Regions from separate parts of the Mus musculus genome. Here region 2 is linked to region 1. Evidence: chromatin contacts called from public HiChIP or PLAC-seq data. All regions are on one chromosome and are shown on one strand. The core of a region is the stretch at or near the end of the contact, and the rest is flanking DNA. Distances in the headings are between cores, read along the strand shown. Region 1 overlaps Tnfaip2 (tumor necrosis factor, alpha-induced protein 2). Region 2 overlaps Inf2 (inverted formin, FH2 and WH2 domain containing).

Region 1 (7,261 bases), core at 1,618-4,117:
CCATACCCCAGCCTGCTCCTGATACTTTACAATAACAGCTGCTGTCTATACAGAAGGGTTGCCATGATTTACTCAGTCCTTAACATAGGGTTAGTGTCTGCATAGCTCCTAAGCTCAGACCCAGGGAACTGGAACCCCATAGATTTATTCTTCTGGGGTTGGGGTGGGACTCCAAGGTAGAGCAAGGCTAATCCCATCAATAAATGGAGAATTCTCCCCTTGTCACAGTACAGGGAAGGCAGAGCCCTGCTGAGGTCAATGCCTGCCCACCCTGTCAGAAGAGCTTTCTCTCTGAGAAGTCTCTCCTTTCCTCAGGCTGCTGTCATCTGCTCCCCTCTCTCTTGGCCTCCTCTGAATTCTCAAAGGACAGCAGCTGCTGTTCTCATCAGCATTCATGTGATACTGACCAGTTCCTTGAGCTCTCAGCTCCTAATGATGTCAGCCACACTTTCAGGGAACACCCCAGCTCTGTCCTGATCAGCAACTGTAGCAGCCCCATGGTGGTCTCCATCGCCAGGGTTCTCCTCTGTGACATACATGACATACAGATCCTGTGTCTGCCATTACTCACTCCTGTGGCCGACTCCTTCATCCTTCAATGCTTCCCTGACCCCTTTATGTCCCATTCTCCCTGCCTTCTGGGACCCCATGGTTCCTCCATGAGAACTTCTGCCTAGCTCAACTTAGCTCACTCTCTGGTAGGATCTCTTGAAATAGTTGAACCCAACTCCATCACTCTTGGTCTGCACTTGAGCCACTGAACATGGCTGGGAAAACCTCAGGCTATGGTGTACCTGCCCCCACCAAATACTAACAGTGGCTGGACCATCCTACACTGAATGTCATTGCTCCTTTCCATTCCTGGGTCCCCAAGAACTTTCATTCCTTCAATTAAGCATTTAAGTTTAAAATACCAACATCTACACAGGGCTCCACCATGAAATCACTCCAGCAACACACACGTTTAATGTATATTTATCTTCCAATTTCATTTGTTTGAAGATGACAAGCGTTGTGTACCGTGCTCTCCCTTTGTTATACGATCTGAGTTTTCTAGTCAGCACAGAGGGACCTCCTCCTCTTCATAGCTACACAGACCTTCCTTGTGCTGAGATTATCCCAGTTGCCCTCTGATGGGCACTTTGGGAGTTTCCAGCATTTTGCTTCAACAATGGAAGTGGCTGACTGGTCATTTTGCCCAATTGCTGGCCTATGGCTCAGATAAAGTCCTAGAAAGGACCTTGCCATTAAGAGGTCTGGCTACCAGTCTCGAACCCCACCCCACAGGGCTGTGCAGCATGATGTCCTCAGAACAGCGAGAGTGGAGCCCTGGTTCCCAACAAACTAACCGAGGGCACTCTCACTACTCTAGTCTTGTAAGGAGCCACAATCCCTTTCTGCGGACTTCTCCGACTGAGTTTGGCTTAGTCCCTCTACGGGTTCCCCAGGCTCCCAGCCCCCCAGCCCCCCAAGGCCTTCCTCACCTCTGGAGTAGCTCTCCAGACCACAGGCTGATAAATTGACTTTAACACAAGCCATCTCTGTCCAGAGACAGAATCTTCCTAAATTGACTTTAACACAAGCCATCTCTGTCCAGAGACAGAATCTTCCCTAGCACTCCTCTTCCCCTTGGAAGCATCAGTGTTCCTTATGACGTCTTCAGGGGCTCTTCTCTGCCTCCCATTTCAAGGCAAGAGCCTGAGGGGTTCCTCCAGGTCACAAGTCACTAAATCCTCTCTTCAAACTCTCTAAACCCTCCCTTTACAGCTGGAATGAACCTGGTCTGTCTAATGCACTGCTTTCGAGCCTGTCTTCCTCATGGGGTCCCCTCCCAGGCCTTGCTTTCACCCCATAATTCCACCGCCTTTCACCCTACAGCCTGGCTGTTCCCAGTTTCCATCTGCCCACCTTTGTCCAGGTGACTCCCAGTCCAGGTCTGCACTAGGGGCTCCTCAAGTCTGGGGTTCCAGCCAACCTTCTTCTCTTCAGGCCAGACCCCTCTGGCTAGAGTTGTGCGATTGATCTCTCAACTGGCACCCTGCTGTGCTAGCTCTCCTTAACTATTCTTTTACTTGGTGTTTGTGTGGGCCTTGGAAAACAGTGGGCATTGAGGAGATTAGCCCTTCCGTGTGGGCCCTGGTGGACGGATGTACAGCAGTGAGATCATACAGGGTGACCTCTCCCCCAGCTCAGCATTCGGGAGCCGGCAGGCTTGATGTACAGAACCTCTGCCCCCAGGCCTGATGACTCATTTCCCTTTTCTGGGGGCAAATTCTGTTTCTCATGGGATTTTCCTGGAGAAATGACTGGTGAAGAAGGCGAGGCACCTAGGCTAGTGACCGGAGCTGAGCCTCATGGTCCTCACGGTCCCAGAGAACCAGGAGCCACTGGAGACACCCCAGCACTGCCGTCCTCTATGTGTGCACCCTGGCACTTGGGGGCTCAGTGTGGTGTGTGGCCATCTGACCCAGAAGCTTAGTTTCCTCTTGCTCTTCAGCCAAGATCCCTCCTCTCACGCTAATGGGAGGTCCCAGGTATGGTAAGAATGTCTGACTCCAGTTCCCTGCACTCTGTGAGGGAGCCTGAGACCGGCACAAGTCTGCAGCTGGTCTCAGCGGCGTGGCACCGAGGGATCCTGCCCCAGCTGTCCTTTTGCTCTCTAGCCAGCCCGTCTTCCCTCTTCATGATAGGATTCACCCCATCCCCATCCCATGGAGTTCTCCAGCAGGACACACAGACACAGAGACAGGCACACACGCACACACACACAGACACACACACAAATAAGCACCACATGTCCCTCACTGGGACACTGGGAGGGGTGCGCTAATTCCTCACCACACCCCTGAATTCTTGAACTCTGTGGAATGGGTTTGTCATGTTCCTTTATTCCCTAGAGACTCTGCTCTGCCTCAAATCCTAGGTCCAGACCAGGATGCAGAGGAAGAGGCCGTCATGCCCTTCCCACTGCACGTAAACCAGGAACTTCTTGTTCACCGAGTCCAAACACGGAGTTAACATGATGACCTCCCATATCTCACCTTCCCACCAGCTCTGCCCCACAGCCTCAGGATGACCAGTTGCCAACTTCTAGGCAAAGAGACATGCAGGGGCGAAGGAAGCCGTCTATATCTGGAAGGGGGCAAACGTACTATAGGCTGGACCCTAGGAGCTGAGAAGCCAGAACTGTGAAGTGAACCAGAACTAGAGAGAGGGTTTGCAGACACAGGAGGTAGAAGAAGCTGCTAGAAACAGCTCGGCCCCTCCCCCAACTTTGCAATTCCCCAAATAAACCACTCCACAGTCACTTTTGAAATCTGTTTTATATCAAGCTATATAAAAAAGAAATCTCTGGATTCTGTCCTGAGTACACACATACAAAACCAACACTATAAAAATAATATTAACAATATTAATGTCATCAACAAGCGGTCGTCTACAAGAATACAAAGGCTGTGTGTGCTGCTCACCCTGGCCAGCTCCAGCAAGTACCTGGGGGAGGGGACAGAGGAGAAGCTTCAAATCCCAGCCTCGAATCATGACAAGTCAAGGCTGGGCCAGTGCCGAGAAGAGCTCTCATGGCTAGAGAGGAGCAGGATCTGTGGAGTAGCAGGTGCCTTGATGGCAAACTGCCTTGCTGTTTTCCAGTGTAGCCCCCGTGGGACCCACTGGTCCCCAGAGCCAATGACTATTGGGTGACAGGAGTTAGTTAATGGGGTGGCTGCTGAGTCTCTGGGCAGATTCACTGCAGTCACGGGGATCCTAAGTCACAGTGGGATCCGAACCAGTGGAGACTGTGGTGGTGTGAGGAGCATATGTAGCTGTCCCTGGCTCTGAAGGTACAAGGTCCTCAGACAAAAGATGGGGGTAACCTCTAAAGACTGGGGAAGACCAGGAAACAATTCTCCCTGGGGCTTCCAGAGGCAGTGGGCCCTGACCACATTTAGACTTCAGTCTGATAATAGACTTGTGATTTGCAGAACTGAAGGAAAAGTGGTAGTTCAAGCCCACTTGCCGTGGAAGTTTGGCACAGCACCAACAGGAAGCCAGTAAAGCACTTGCCAGACCCCTGCACTCCCACCAGACTCCAGACGGTGGCCTCTGGCTTATTCCTAAATGCAAGAAGATTTGATCTGAGAGAACCCGGGAGGTCCCTGCTCTGCGAAGGCTTCCAGGGTCACTTCCCAAACACATCCATACACACACAGAGGGGCAGGGCAGCCCATGGGGAGTGAATAAGAGGGTCCTGCTAGCTGAGTGGTACCAGGGGACACTTTGCAGGGTCTAGCTCTGTCATGGGCACTTCACAGGCCTGCTTCCAGGCCCCGGGTCAGATACTAGTTCTTCTTTCTTCCCTTGTTTTTAGTTCTATCTCATGACATCCCTGGGCTGAAGGAAATGGTATAAATGAGGCTTCACCCCTGATCCTAGGGAGCTGGACAGGGCAACTCAGACCGTTAAAAGGCAGACTACAGTGTAGGTAGACAAAGGTCACTCTACCCAAGATGAATAATCATTTACAAGAAATCTCTTGCATGCTCAGATGTCAGCTCCCTTCAGTGAGGTCTGGACCCCACTGGATCCATCATCTGTGCGATCTTGGCTGTCAGATCTTGTTCCAGAGCCAGGGCTGGGCAGAAGCAACAGCAGAATGTGGGAGCCTGATGATGGGTCATGGAGCTGGAGCCACTGAGCATCCCCAACTGGTGTGGTGCCTGGTGTTCCCTGGGCCTCATTAGCATATCAGACCTTCAGAAAAGCTAAGTAACCTTTATAAGGGAGAACAGGGGCCTGGGAGGCTCCTGCACTCCCGTGTTGATGTCCAGTATGTTCCGGATGCTCCTGACTTCACTGCTTGGTAGATTGCCCTTGATGGCCAGGATGGCGTTCAGGTGGCCTTTGCTGGCAAGGAGAGAGTACACCCTGTCAGCCCCACGGTCACAAACACTCCTGCTCACAAACACTCCTCCTCCTCGATGGCTGTCCTGACTCCAGACACGGCCACAGAACCTGCAGCCAGCTGCTCTGCCCAGTAGGTAGCCTTGCCTTCTCTGGGTCTTCTTAAGTTCAGCTAAATGTCATGTCTCTAAGTGGCTTTGCACTCTCTGGTCAGCAGCCCCTGTAATTCACTAGAACTTGGAATTTTCTCTTTCTGTCCAATCGTCTCATCATGCTTAGCCCTCAGCAGGCTGTCAGCTACAGGAAGAGGACTGGGACCTTGCTTGCCCAGTACCTCACTGCATCCTGCAGCATAGAGCAGCAGCGGGTCCAGTACTCAGAATACTAATCAAGGGCTGTCGGTGGGATCAAAGGAGAGGGATAAGTGAACAGGTGGGTAGATGAGAGAGTGCAAGGATGGATGGGTAACTGTATGGAAGGGTGCAAGGATGGACAGATGGACGGATAGATGGACAGATGGATGAATGGATGGGTAACTGCATGAAAGGATGGATGGATGGATGGATGGATGGACAGATGGATGAACAAATGGATGGACAGATGGACAGATGGATGAATGGATGGGTAACTGCATGGAAGGATGGATGGATGAATGGATGGATGGATAGATAGATAGATAGATAGATAGATAGATAGATAGATAGATGGACAGATGGATGAACAGATGGATGGACAGATGGACAGATGGATGAATGAATGGGTAACTGCATGGAAGGATGGATGGACAGATGGATGGATGGATGGATGGATGGATGGATGGATGGATGAACAAATGTATGGGTAACTGCATGAAAGGATGGATGGATGGATGGATGATAGGGTGGATGGATGGATGGACAGATGGATGAACAAATGGATGAGTAACTGCATGAAAGGATGGATGATGGACAAATAGGTTGATGTGCAGATGGACAGATGGATGAGTAATTTCATGGAAGGGCAGATGGATGGATGATGGATGGATGGATGGACAGATGGATGGATGGATGGACAGATGAATGGATGGGTGGGTAGGTAGACAGATGAATGGATAGATGGATGTGCAGATGGACAAATGGATGGATGGATGGACAGATGGATGGATGAATAGGTTGGGAGTAAGTGAGCAGAAGATGGATAGGTAACTGGAAGGATGGACAGAACAACAGAAGAGCAGATAGATGGGTAAGCAGAGGACAGATAGACATCTATACAGGGAAGTGGGTAGACAGGTAGACAGATATGTGGATGATAGGAGAGTGGGTAAGCACATAGACTAGTGGATGGACCAGTAGATAGGTGGATGGGGGCTTGTTCATGTGTGTAGGTCAATATATGCAGACAGATGAGTGAACAGGTGGAGTGGGTCAGTCACAGGTGGGCTAGGCTAAGCTAGGTCAACCCGCGTCAAGGCTAATTCAAACTGTCATATCAGAGGACCTGGCCTAGGAAGGAATACCATCCATGGTTTGCCAGGTCCTCAGACAGGACCTTAACAGGAACATGAGGGTGTAAGACCCAGTCGCCTCCAGGCTGAGTGATAAATCCTGGACTCACTTTTCTCGTTGTACAGTGCTATCACACAAGGCTCAGCACGTGAGTGGGGGAACATGCTACCTGCCCTTGTCACGACAAGTTATACTAACTTGGTCACGTTCCCTCAGCTCCCTAAGCCTCAGCTGCAAACGATGAGCAGTGCCAGCCTTCATGGGCTCTGAGAGTGCTGAATGCTTGAGCTCCTAGCACAGTGTCTGGCATGAAGTCAGCACCTGGTGTAGGTCAGATATCATAACCCCACCTCAACTGCGGAGCCTTAACAGTTGAGGGGGTCATGAGGAGACTCTAGTCCCAGCATGCTCAGGGTCATGGTGGGGACCTGGCAAACCATTTCCTCGGAGCTTCTAGTGCTTACCTGAAGTCAGGGTACCAAGTGGCGTATGTGGCCACCTCGATCTTAATGGCACTGGAATCTTGCAGGCGAATGATCTCAGCAATCATAGGGAGGGCGCGGTGCAGCCAGGTTGCAGTGGAGCCCTGAAGGAAGAGGGCTGTTTGAAGGATGATGTCCCTTTTCCCAAGGGACACTAGGAGACACTTAGAGCAGTAGATACCCAGACTTGAAGAGTCCCTGTGGGGTTGTTCAGGGCTCTCGGGGCGGGGCGTGGGGGCGGGTGGGTGGTGCTCACATTCTCAGTGCAGAACCCCTGAATGGCATCCGCGTTGGCCAGGATGTGCCTTGCCAGCTGCTGCTGCTGCTCGGCCGTCTTGAGGACCAGGCGCCGTTTGCAGAGCCTGATGATGTATTCTTTCACTAGGTGCAGGT
Region 2 (6,867 bases), core at 1,769-4,268, 1.2 Mb before region 1:
TCTCCCGTGTGGCTGCCCTGTGAGGGACAGGGAGTGAGGCACCCTGACTCTCAGGGTACGGTGGGAGGCAGGCCACAGGACAGCTCTGACTTACGTAGTTGAGGAAATTCCCGATTTTGAGGATCAGCTGACAGAAGACTGGCAACCGCTGGCTGGTGAGCAGGCCTAAGATGGATGAGCAGGGTTGAAGGAGGGCCCAAGGCCTCTGGGTATTGCCCAGGCCCATCCCAGCACCAGAAAGGAAACAAGGCCAGGGCTATGTGGGATTATGGTCCTTCACCATCCATAGGTGTAGGGACACCGGGGATACGTTCTGCAGTGTTCACGTCTGCTGGACCCTCAGCTTCAGCAGGTGTATGGCCATGACCAGGAACTTTGGGTGAGGACTCTGGGATGCTACAGGAACTCCTTCCAGTCTGTGGCACCCCCCCACCCCAAGTGCTCAGGACCCTGTCCCATGGGTGGCAGAGAGGACCTGCCCAGTGCAGTGGTTGAGATGGGAGTGGGGAGTCCCGTGCTGTGTTTGTGAGAGAAGTGAGCCCATCTGTGTCCCTGCACTGTGGCCAAGCAGGTTTCTCCCATTCTTTGTTCACAGAAGGCGGATATATGATTGTCAGTGTATGTATACCCTTGTGGCTCTGTGTGTCTGAGTGGCTGTATATGAATATATATGCACGCATGCTGTTCCTGTGGGTATGGAGTGTGTGCCCTCATTCAAGTGTGCAATGAGTTGAGTGTATAGGACCGAGTGTGTGTGTGTGTTAGCAGCAGAGGTGACTATGGGTTTCGGTGGCAAAGCTGGCACCTCACGTGGCCATTGTGACATGGCTCCAGCAGGGGCTGACACACGTGGAAGGCCCATCCCTCCCAGCCCCGTAGGCTTCTGGGCCCCACTCACTCTCGCAGGCAGTGAGCACCAGCTGGGCCTTGGGCCGCACCATGTCCAGGACGATGGCCGTTCCCTCACACAGCATCATGCACTCCACCCGCAGCGGGTAGCTGGTGCACAGGAGGGGGTTAGGGCCTGGAGGTTCCACCATGCTTGCCACTGGGAACATGCTCTGCCCTTGGTGGGTGGGCTGAGGGAGAGTCCCCATAGCCTGGGCTGAGAACATATACATTCCTAGGCCTGTGCCCAGGACAGAAGTCAGGCCCGGGCAACTTGGTAGCAGCCCAGGATGCCTGGAGCTTCTGAGGAAGTCTCTGGCCTCAGGGCATAAGAGGTCTCACCTCTGCTCTGAGAGGGGCTGAGAAGCAGGAGCAACGCTTAGGCGTCAGGCCAGATGACTCATTCCCAGTGCCCTAGGGACTCTGTTTCAGAGACAGCTGCCTTCCTGCCCTGCCTTCCTCCCTCACCCAAGCTCGGCTCCTGCCCTGCTCTCTCCACCTTTCCTTCCTCACGGGTTAAGCAGGATCCCAGGGCCACCATGCTCACCAGGGAATGTCCAGGAGCAGAACATAGAACTGGTCAGCATTGGACAACTTGGCTCGCTCCTCAGTGAACGCCCGTAGGTTCTCAATCTGCAGGAGGGCCACATGTAGGAACCAATCGTCTGCCCAACCGGCACCTGCCTGCCTCAGCTCCTCATGAAGAGCCATGGGGCTCCAGCCTTGGGTCTCCACCAGGGTGAGGTGGGTCAGGTCTGGGGCTCCAGCCTTGGGTCTCCACCAGGGTGAGGTGGGTCAGGTCTGGGGCTCCAGCCTTGGGTTTCCCCTGGGGTGAGGTGGGTCAGGTCTGGGGCTCCAGCCTTGGGTCTCCCCCGGGGTGAGGTGGGTCAGGTCTGGGGCTCCAGCCTTGGGCCTCCCCTGGGGTGAGGTGGGTCAGGTCTGGGGCTCCAGCCTTGGGTTTCCCCTGGGGTGAGGTGGGTCAGGTCTGGGGCTCCAGCCTTGGGTCTCCCCGGGGTGAGGTGGGTCAGGTCTGGGGCTCCAGCCTTGGGCCTCCCCTGGGGTGAGGTGGGTCAGGTCTGGGGCTCCAGCCTTGGGCCTCCCCCGGGGTGAGGTGGGTCAGGTCTGGGGCTCCAGCCTTGGGCCTCCCCCGGGGTGAGGTGGGTCAGGTCTGGGGCTCCAGCCTTGGGCCTCCCCTGGGGTGAGGTGGGTCAGGCCTTTGCTATCCCTGCTTCCTGGGGTTGATCAGGGCCCCGGCTCACCTCATGCTTCTCTGGAAGAAGCTTTAGAAGCTGTTTGAGGACCTCCACATCAAACTTGCTGGTGTCTCCAGCCTGGATCATGCTGGTGACTTCTTCATTGGAACTGGAGGGGGGGGGCAGGGGTGAAGAAGCAGGAAATTTCCCTGTCTCCTGCCATGCTTAGAGATGGGGGTGGCTGGTGGGCACCCGAGGCGCTACTGGAGGGACTCTTAGGTAAGGGTTTGGAAACTGGGAGGCAGGGCTGTCTTCCCTTGACTTGGCCACAGCTTGTCTATGGTCTATCAGTGATTTTCTGGGCATCGCTTGTACTCTGGCATGTAGGAATCTTAGATAAGACTATGGTAGCTACCCACAGCCTCCTGCCCTGGGGATGGAGCATGCATGGACCTGGCCGGCCTGCAGAGGGCACTGCTGGGCAGGGCTGGGATGCCGGGCAGAGCTGGCTGCTCGGCTGGGGCTGAGTTTGGCAGCAACACTACTCCCTCACTCACCATTTAAATTGCTTCAGGAAGATGTTGAGGTTCAGGCTCTTCTTGGAGTCCAGAAAAGTGACCTAGAAACCCCCATTTAGCTGGTATCTGGAGGGTGGGCAGAGGATGTCTCACACACACACACACAGACACACACATACATACACACAGACACACACAGAGACACACACACACAGACACACACATACATACATACACACAGACAGACACACACATATACACACAGACACACACAGACACACATACACACACACAGAGACATACACAGACACACACACATACTCTCACACACACACACAGGGAGGAGAGAGAGGTCAGGCCCTGTCATTAGTCTTACTTCTTTGGGCTCCTTCCTGGCGGGGGCAGCAGAGGGCTCCTTGGGCTTAGCCGTGGGGAAGGAGAACAGCTGCTCAATGCTGGAGAAGTCGGGCTCCACTGCGGCTGTGCAGGGGCTGCCCAGTGTGGCCCACATGGAGTTGCGCTCTGCGGGGCAGGCAAGGCTCTGCTGAAACCCATGCTTACTGCGGGCCTGGGGCTCCAGCTGGGCCAAGCGAGGCCTCTGAGGACTGAACAGGACGTGCATGGAGCCCAGCCGGGGTTGAATGCATCATCCACCCTCCACGCTATGTACACATGTGTGGGCACACACGTCCATGCTGGCAGGTGACCAGGTCTCTCCCTGCCTTGCCTTCTGTCGGTTTCAGCACCTAACACCTAGGCCACTGTGCAGAGAACCTTAGAGAGGGCAGGGCAGGGCCTATAGCAGCAGACACCTATGACCCACAGGGCTGTGTACTGGATGAGACTATATCCTCTGAGGTGGCCTTTAGTCCCATGTAAGACAGGTAGGAACGAAGCCTTGACAGGGCCTGGCTGCCTTGGCTAAGCAAAGGTAGGCGCAGGAACGGTGGACACTCGTAGGGAGAATGACCAGTATGTACCAGTATGTACCTACCCTCTTCAGAGGCTGGGCTGGAACAGGGAGGGGCTCACCTCGTGCCACATTGGATGGCAGCTTCTGCCAGTTCAGCTTCTTCATTCTCAGTGTGGGTGGATTCACTCTGCGGTGACTGGGGACCCAGGCTGAGCCCAGGCTGTGGTCGACCTGGGCCACAATGATCTCCTCCACACCACCCATCATGGAGGGGACAGAGAAACCAGGCAGGGGAGGAGGTGGAGGTATCTGGCCTGCTCTGGGTAGTGGGGGAGGGGGAGGAACTGGGCACATGCCAGGGAGTGGGGGTGGGGGCGGGGGCTGGGTCTTGTGGGAATCAGGCAGAGATGGAAGTGGCGGAGGGGGTGGGGGAGACACAGCCCCTGTACCTGGTAGGGGAGGTGGGGGTGGGGGTGGAGGGGGAGATATGGTCCCTGAGCCTGGCAGAGGGGGTGGCAAGGGGGGAGGGGGAGGAGGAGGGGGAGGGGGAGATGTGGTCCCTGAGCCTGGCAAAGGGGGAGGCAAAGGGGGAGGGGGAGGGGGAAGGGGAGATGTGGCCCCTGGGCCTGGCAGGGGGGGTGGGGTTGGAGGGAGCACAGGGGTGGAGCTGGAGAGTGGTGGGGTAGGTAGAGGTAAGGCTGTTATGCACTGCTCAAGGGCTACTGGCTGTGGCGCTATGTCAACACTGGAGCTCTGGATGCTGCCCACGTGTTGGCAGGGAGAAGCCACTACTGGCTGCTGGCCTTCCACTTTAGTTGTGGGAGTAGTAGTGTTTTGGGAGGAACTGCCCTGATTCTGGACTGAGTTGGTCTGGACACTCTTGTGGGCCTTGTCCAGGGGGCTTGGTCGGGGCCGCCCTTTGATGGACAGCAGTCGTTCAACCACCTCCTCCAGGGTGCAAGCCTGGGCTGCAGGAAGGAAGTGTGCAGAGTCAAGGGAGAGGGCCAGAGATGGAAACAAGGCAAAGGGTGGCCACCTCCCACATGGCCTCCCCACATAGCCAAAGACCTCGGGGTCTTCACGACGGGTTGTGCCCTGTGGCACGCCTCAGTCCTCCCAGCTTCTCACCATCACTGGCCAGGAGCACAGCCCGGTTCACCAGGTTTTCCAGGGCCTCCCAGAGCAGTTGGCCTGAGCGGCCAGCAGGCTCCAGGTGCATGAGACCCTGCAATACTGACAGCAGCTGGGCCGACGCTGGAGAACAGCTCACCTGAATTGACCAAAAGGGACAAATGGCTATCCTCTCATGTGCCAGGGGCATCCTGTCCTACAGCCCTGTCACTTCACTAAAGCCCTGGTGATGAATGACTCGGTGGCAGGATTACTGGTGGCACCGAGACATGCTATGAGACATTAAATGGCACCCCTGGTCTCTACCTATTACTGTCACCCTGAGATGACAGCTGCTGCATTCAATAACTGAGACTGAGGGGCCAGGAAGATTCAGTCTACTGAACCCTCCTTACCAGGCCACAGAGCTCTCTGAAGTCCCCAATAATGACCACCTAGCTGTGATGCAGGAAGGCATGGCCAACTCGGATAGCTTTGATCTTTGGAAGCTTTGTCCCGGGACCTGCATCAGAACCGCTTCCCCAGGACAACCCAGCCTCTGCCTTGTGGTACCAGCTCTGTGCCGCTGCCCCGGCCATCATTGGGTTGACCCAAGCAGAGGCCCTGGCCCTAGATAGCCAAGCCCCACCTTGTGGAACAGGGACGCAAAGACTTCCTGGTGGCTGTTCATGTTGATCCCATCGCTAATTCGCTGAAGTTCCTCCTCGTCCTCCGCTTTGGCCTCTTCGAAGGCTTCCAGCTGGATCAGCAGATCCGCATCCTCCAAGTCTCTAAGGGAGAAGGATAATTGGCTGAGCGGCTGTCCCACTGGAATCCCTACCCACAGATCCAGCCTGGGCACAGCCCACGTGAGCACACTGGACCTAGAAGGCCCAGGTCGACTGACTCTGTGGCCAGCCTGAGGCTCTGCAGCCTGAATGGCAGTTGGAGTGGTAATTCATGGGTCTGAGCCTCCCACCCTGCCAGGCTGCCCAGAGGATACCTGGGCATCTACAGGGATGGGGTAGGGTAGATTCTCATGATGGATGCAGAATGGGGTTGGGCCACCATGAAACATGAGAGGGGAGGGGATTAGCCTGAGTCAGATGTCAGGAGTATAAACTGGGAGCAGGTGCTGACACCACCACCTCTGCCTGTCCAATAACTGCCCCCCTCACTGTCCCCCTGGAGACAGGTCCCAGAGCTTTGCAACGGGGCTACTTCCACAATAGTGGAGTCAGTAAGGCTGCCCACGCTGATTTCCTGGAAGTAAAGAGCCCCCAGTGGGCTCTGACTTGACTATAGTCAGGACTGGGCTCCCAACTTTGGAGATGCCAGGGCCAGCAGACAGACGCCAGGCTGTGCTATACCAGAGCTCCAGAGCAAGGGGTGCAACCATCAGAAGTATGTACCACACTACAGCGACGACATGCTGCACATCCGAATCCCGAGTGAACAGGAAGCCCTGGGCTAACCTGCCCATATGGCTCCGACGGGCAATGCCCAGGAAGGCGTCTAGCCTGAGTCCTAGGTTCACTTCTGGAAGCAATCTCTCAGCACATCTGGAGATACTGCCTGGAGATCTGGGCCAGGTGGTGGGAACCCCAAGAAAGGACCGGGGAGAGAGCAGCTGGCAGAACCAGCCACAGCAGGGACTCACCGTAGCCGGGTCAGAATATCCAGCAGCTGTAGCCCTGGAATGGATGGATAGATGGATGGATGGGGTTAGAAAGTCTGGAGACTGCCTCTGACCTATCTCTGTCTCCAGTTCCTGGTCACATGGGACTTTACTCTCCTTTACCTCCCTCTCCCGTCCTTTAAGACCATCATGGAGTATTAAAATTCCAAAAGGGAACAAGGTCTAGACACAGGGTAGTGCTTGTTCAGAGGCCATTCCTTGAAGGAACAGAGCTAAAATTAGAAGCAGGTCCCCTGTCTGATCCTAAGACCCACACAGTTGCAAAACAGAACCCTCGGTGCTGACGCTCTATCTACCACAGGAGCCGGTGGTGGTAGGAAGCACCCAGACCCTGGTACAGTGCCTTCCCTTGGGGGCCTAGGAGGTGTGGGGTAAGGGAAGGACTTGCTGCAGTCCCACATCCCCAGCGGGTATGGCACAGACCGAGCTGGCCCAGCAGACACCTTGGAGGTCTTCTAGAAGCCCTGTCGGCAGGCGAAGGCACTCTCACCTATGAACTCACTCCGCAGCTGGGCACGAGAGCGGAGGTCCTCGGGACCCAGAATG

Evidence for each region. HiChIP or PLAC-seq counts read pairs in DNA pulled down with a chosen protein or histone mark.
Region 2: a contact with region 1 is called in a FOXA1 HiChIP or PLAC-seq map of pancreatic cancer cells. The contact joins two enhancer-like sites. A contact is called at or near these places in 1 of 39 promoter capture datasets (liver) and 1 of 115 datasets of contacts at active chromatin or transcription factors (pancreatic cancer cells).

The regions. Positions count from the first base shown.
Region 1 is chr12:111,451,062-111,458,322 of GRCm38.p6, reverse strand. It overlaps Tnfaip2 (tumor necrosis factor, alpha-induced protein 2), which reads right to left. Exons shown (of 12, transcript NM_009396.2): 10 at 7,125-7,261; 11 at 6,851-6,972; 12 at 3,305-4,902. The coding sequence ends at 4,761. Among named protein-coding and RNA genes, the nearest start is that of Tnfaip2, 12 kb to the right of the region's middle. Within about 2 kb of position 2,867, at least 70 of the 459 cell types and tissues checked have an H3K27ac peak or open chromatin away from gene starts, as enhancers often do. A contact at or near this core is called in pancreatic cancer cells, where this site is marked.
Region 2 is chr12:112,601,627-112,608,493 of GRCm38.p6, reverse strand. Inf2 (inverted formin, FH2 and WH2 domain containing) reads right to left here. Exons shown (of 23, transcript NM_198411.2): 4 at 6,812-6,867; 5 at 6,283-6,316; 6 at 5,272-5,413; 7 at 4,641-4,782; 8 at 3,632-4,480; 9 at 2,976-3,121; 10 at 2,639-2,700; 11 at 2,148-2,250; 12 at 1,436-1,521; 13 at 899-999; 14 at 95-165; 15 at 1-17. Among named protein-coding and RNA genes, the nearest start is that of Gm30048, 8.1 kb to the right of the region's middle. Within about 2 kb of position 3,018, at least 63 of the 459 cell types and tissues checked have an H3K27ac peak or open chromatin away from gene starts, as enhancers often do. A contact at or near this core is called in pancreatic cancer cells, where this site is marked.